Linked DNA regions of Gossypium hirsutum: region 1 is linked to region 2. The links are chromatin contacts, called in public Hi-C maps. All regions are on one chromosome and are shown on one strand. The core of a region is the stretch at or near the end of the contact, and the rest is flanking DNA. Distances in the headings are between cores, read along the strand shown. Region 1 overlaps LOC107897714 (a long non-coding RNA gene). Region 2 holds the start of LOC107897720.

Evidence for each region. A called contact is a pair of places that touch in the nucleus more often than the background predicts.
Region 1: a Hi-C map of leaf shows a contact between it and region 2, with 4 times the contacts expected there. The contact joins the enhancer-like site here to the promoter of LOC107897720 in region 2. A contact is called at or near these places in 8 of 34 Hi-C or Micro-C datasets (anther, callus, hypocotyl and 2 more).

Annotation. Positions count from the first base shown.
Region 1 is chrA06:19,366,493-19,369,192 of Gossypium_hirsutum_v2.1, reverse strand. LOC107897714 (a long non-coding RNA gene) reads left to right here. Exons shown (of 6, transcript XR_001684261.2): 6 at 1-272. Among protein-coding and RNA genes, the nearest start is that of LOC107897714, 5.9 kb to the left of the region's middle. Within about 2 kb of position 1,327, at least 1 of the 9 cell types and tissues checked has an H3K27ac peak or open chromatin away from gene starts, as enhancers often do. A contact at or near this core is called in leaf, where this site is marked.
Region 2 is chrA06:19,191,352-19,194,051 of Gossypium_hirsutum_v2.1, reverse strand. It overlaps LOC107897720, which reads right to left and starts at 1,303. Exons shown (of 16, transcript XM_041115282.1): 1 at 1,051-1,303; 2 at 1-98. LOC107897721 (protein ALP1-like) reads right to left here. Exons shown (of 1, transcript XM_016823271.2): 1 at 2,575-2,700. The coding sequence ends at 2,658.

The DNA.
Region 1 (2,700 bases), core at 78-2,577, 180 kb before region 2:
GCCAGAGGCAGCAGACACAAGCGTGCTAGGATTGTAGACTTACTAACCATTGATTATTAATTATCCTATTAACTAAAAGTTATTATTAATGATTAAATGGTGGAAGGAAAGAGAGAGATAATTTTCTTTCATCTTTTTTATTCCACTAAACGACAAAACAAAAGAAAAGAATATTTCCTCCAAGTCTTCACTATTGTTGTTACCTTTGAAGACTAATTTGGTAAGATACAAAGCTAATAAACTTAGACCTTCAAAGATGGATATTCAAACAATCTTGAGCCTAGTCGTTTAGTACGAACCATCTTAATCAGGCTATCAATAATTAAGTTATCTTTTCCTAAAATATGCTTGTAGTAACCCAAATCTAGTCTAGACGTTTTAGCTGAATCTGGTGATACCATGGTGATGTCTCGTGATAGTGGTTGAAACTAGGTTGTTACGATAAAATAATTTTCTATTTGTTTTCACTTAACCTTAAAATCGTTACTTATCTAGTCAAACTTTTTTGTAAAATTTATTGCGGAAGTTTTTTTAAGTTGTTTTGAGTAAATCGCGTGTTTAGAGGAAACTTTGTATTTTTGATTTAAACGTCTTAGCAGTTATAAATTCGAAAAAAATAAATAATAACTCAAATTAAGTCAAAGTCCCAGAAAATTCGTAATTTACATTAAAAATTACCCTAGAATATAATTTAAAATTAAAATACCCAAAGTTGAAGAAAAATTTAGGTTTGTGTGGCCACCACCATGTCCTTTGTTGCATTGATTCTTCAAGTCTGGGAATTACCTGCCCAGATTAAGCAGGAGGGGTAAGTTTATGTAAACTCAGTGTGTAATTTTCCGTGTAAACAAACAGATAGTATACAAATTAAATATAGTCTAAAATAGTACCGAAAGTAGCACTAGATAGTAATTTGTAGCTGAGCTATCAGTGTATTAGGCTTAAAGCCTTTCAGTACACTTTCTCCACATATATCATCCCAATGCAATGCAACATACAGTCATAGCATGTTATCGCATAGTGTCATGCATATAATCAGTTCATTATTCTAATCATGCTCAGTATACAGTTATACATATATCATTCAGTCAATTAGGGAATCAAAGCATTGCTTACCGACCCAATAGTAGGTTCACAGTCGTCTTGGGCGACCCGTGAAACCTTAGCAAACAAATCATTAAATTGGGTTCACATGCCCATGTGATCTGCTCGTGTAGCCCAAACGGCCCAGATTGGCCTTGGCCGTGTGGATCACATAGCCTAGCCCAACATCTCACACGCCCGTGTGGGCTCACACGTGTGGCCAACACGGCCCAAATTGGTCGAGCCATATGTCAAACACGACTTACCTAACCATTGCACGACTGTGTGAGGAGCGCACAGCCTGGCTCGTTGCTCACACTCCCGTGTTTCGTCACACGACCTTCCACATGGGCGATCACACGCTCGAGTGGCGTCGACATAATGCTTTTTCAACATTTCATCAATCTTCATTTTTGGTGTTTTGAGTACAGACTTGGTTCGATTTCGACATGTAATCACTCCCAAGCACTCCAGAACCTATATTCGACAATAAAACACAACTTCAGTCACTTAATCCAAATTGCTACGAACAAACAATTCTCGAAAACCATCTACAACCTTACCTTCTAATGAATAATAGGAATTCTATGCCCTTAGAACGCTGATGTATGATATTCAGCCCTTCAATTAACACTTACAACCAGCCAAAACCCCTCTTTAACCAAGATTCAGAAAAGAAAAAACACCCACAAGATGTAGCATCCCAAACCCGGTCCAGACATTGTGGCCGAATCTGACATGCCATATCGAAGCGTTAAAAACATTTTATATTGTTGATCAAGAAAAACTTACTTAGTGTTTTAAAAGATAATTTTATTATAGGTTAAATTGAATGGAAGTTGTGCACCAGGTAGGAAACCGGAAAAGCGGAGGTGAGTCTATCAGATTACCTAAGTAATAAGCTCCCTTCGGATCCAATCCTAGACATGCACACCGTCATTGTCATACTTTAACGTCATGTATATTTTTAGGAAACCGATTTGATTAAGTCTTTTTCAGGAAAAGTGATTAATTATGGAAAATACTTTTATTGCGGAAGCTTTGCTTGTTGTCGTGTTATTTTGAAATCAATTTTTTTTTAAAACGCGCCCTAATGTTATCCAATTTAACAGTTAAAATAAGTAATACCTAACTTAGTAATACATATTAAAACCATCAAAAATAATTAAACGACCTTATTACATTTAAAAGTCCAAACCTTTCAGAACGGGTGGTCACTCCGAATTCCTTCACAGCTTCAAGCCCACTCCGGTTGGGGATTTCCTGCGTAGATGAAAATAAAAGGGGTGAGTTTGGGGAAACTTAATGTGTAAGGAAATCTCATTCAAAACTTAAGTCAGCTCAAGCCTATTGGACTTAAGCCCATTTAGGTAACAATGGTATTGGACCAGAGTCCTTTTCAGATTACAATAAACTGGGCCTTAGCCCCTTATTCAGATAACAGTATGGCCCATAGGCCTATTTCAAAATACATATAACATCAATAACATATGCAAGCCCATTTGGGGAGACTATTCAACCTACCAACCGTTACATTCCACCCGTACTAGCCCTACACTCCATGTGGGGAATAGCTCAACCCACCCAGCCCAACACTCCACAGTTGTAGCCTTACTG
Region 2 (2,700 bases), core at 54-2,553:
CTTTTATTTAAATAAGTTTCTAAACTGTATAACTCCTTTATGTAAATCACCTCTCATGCATCAAAACAAAAATTGCTACTAAGGCTGTTTGCCCATCTCTGCAGCACAAATTTAATAAAACAAACATATCAGAATCAGAATCAGAATCAGAATCAGAATCAGAATCAGAATCATGAATCAGAGATTGATATAAAGTTAGAAATCAGGGTTTATGTGTGGAAAAACCTTCTACAACCATATCATTAACACATTATGACTTAAGATAGAATCATAGTTCAAAAAAAGTTAGCCCAACAAATAAATTTCAGCAAAATAACCAAACTCGAGCAGCTGAACACTGCCATTTATTTTACTATACCTCCAGCTGAGCAACAGACTAAAAAGATATATAATATATATCAATAAATTAAATATCAATCTCACCGAGATTATAACTTAAGATAACCAACACTACTTAACTGGCTGAACTCAATGTGATCTCAAATGGAGGATACTTATAGATCATAGTAGTCGGTAAGAAAGCATTCCCATTTGAATTATTCCCTAATCGTTGCTCTTGTGTTCCTAGAATTTTTTACCATGGCACAAGGATACGAATAATTGCCTTCAACTTCACTTTCCTTACTTAAATTAAATCCAAGCCAAGATTGAAACAAACCAGAAAAAAGCGAGACAAAATATTATCTCAGTTAAATTCCTCAATGTTTCTTCATTTTTTTGACTAATCAACATAATCTAGTTTCATCAAATGAAATGCTCCGTTTAACACAGTAAAGCCAGTTTAAGCTCAAAAATTACCAATTTATCCTCTAATTCCTCAAGTTTACATCTCAATCCTACTTAATTCGTCGAACCTCAGCAATTGAACAAAATAAAAAATTAAATACTAATACAAATATGCAGAAACCCCTAACAATTAAATCAAAACGAAAATTAGAGAATAAAACTGAAATAAAAACTCAATCAAAGAAACAAAAAAATAAATTGATCAAGAAAGTAGAAAAAAGAAAACCCTAGAGCTTGCAATCAAGAATGTGAGTAGAAATCTACCTTCGATGAATCGCGAGAAGAGGTGACGAAGGAGGGTGTAATTTTTTAGCAAGCTAATTAGATTGTTTAACTTAGGGACACGATTTTGGTTTACGTGATTGATTCCAAGCTCAAAACTGAAAGTGGAAAGTTCGTACATGGCCATGGAGGTGGAAAGCGAGCCTGTATTTTGATCGGCAATGAAATCTGGTTCAGTTAAATGACTATTATGCCCATGGTTCGCTGTCCTTGGGATGCAAAGATGTCGAGTTTCTGAACGGGAGCTTTTGGGTAATAACGAAAAAATATATATATGTTGAGCCGGCTCCTAACCTAAGACAGCTTGTGCCTCGTGGCCTTGTCCTTCTCTTTGTGAAATTTAATTGGATTATTTTATTGACTAGTGTCTTAAATATTTTTTTTATTATATTAAGTAAATTATTGTCTTTAGTTAATTATAACTCTATTCAAATCATTTTTATACTAATATAAACAAGTTTCAAAATAAAACACTAGATTCATTTTGATTAAAGAAAATATTTAAAAATCTTTTCTTTGTTTTTTGTTGACAAAATTGCTAAATTTAGATGAAATTAAAATATTTAAAGGTGAGAAATTTTTGCAATTTGATATAAAAAGAAAAAAATAATTAAGATAAATTAAAGGCTATTAATAAAAAAGTTAGTTGGATGTGAATTAATCAGCCATCACGTAATTGTAATGGTAATATAAATAATCATTCTCATAGTAAATGCAATAATTTTTCATATCCAATCATGAAACTTCAGCAACTCAGTTTAATTCATCTTGGCTTAACTTTTTCTATTTATTGTATATAGGCGTCCGAGGTCTATTTTGTAATCTAACCTGCTCAGCTCGGCCACCTCACAAGGCCCACACAAGCTAAGCGATAATATGCCAATTCACACTTTCAATTTGGTATTTAAGTTTCTTTTGTCTTAATTTGGTATTTATATTTAATTTTAATATTCAATTTAATACTTCATGAATATTTAACATATGTACTCTAATAAAAAATACAGGTACTTAATAAAGATAAAAAAAATTTAAATATCAAATTAAATATTATAACCAAATTCAAGTATTTAACAAAGACAAAAAAACTCGTATGACAAATTGAACATTGAATGAAAACTTACATTAAGTGTTAATAAAATTAGATCTAATTTTTTCACTAAGGTTTTTTTTTTTGAAAATATTACCAAAACTAAATAAATGCTATCAAAATTATTACCAACAATTTTTGCATTATATTAAAAATCACCAAAATTATTTTAAAAAATTATATTAAAAGTTACCTAAAATATGCGGTTCCGCATGCTGACACCTATTTAATTACCACTGTCAAGGAATGGATTGTTATTAAGCAGACTTGAATGCCCAAAAATATTTACACTTTACTTGATCCACGGGGAATAAAATTAAGGTTCAGGAGTTTCTTGTAAGTGTAGCATAGCATACACTCTGGTCACAAATTTCAATTTTTTAAAAAAGTAAATAGAAAAATGTTGGCAAATCCATAAATGGAAATTAAATCAGGAATAATCTTTATTGCCATACCCCAAAAGAATAACAAGCAAACTACAGAAAAGATTCCTAAATCAACACTATAGAAAAGCAGTGGAAGATGTACCACGGCCGCCAAGCCCA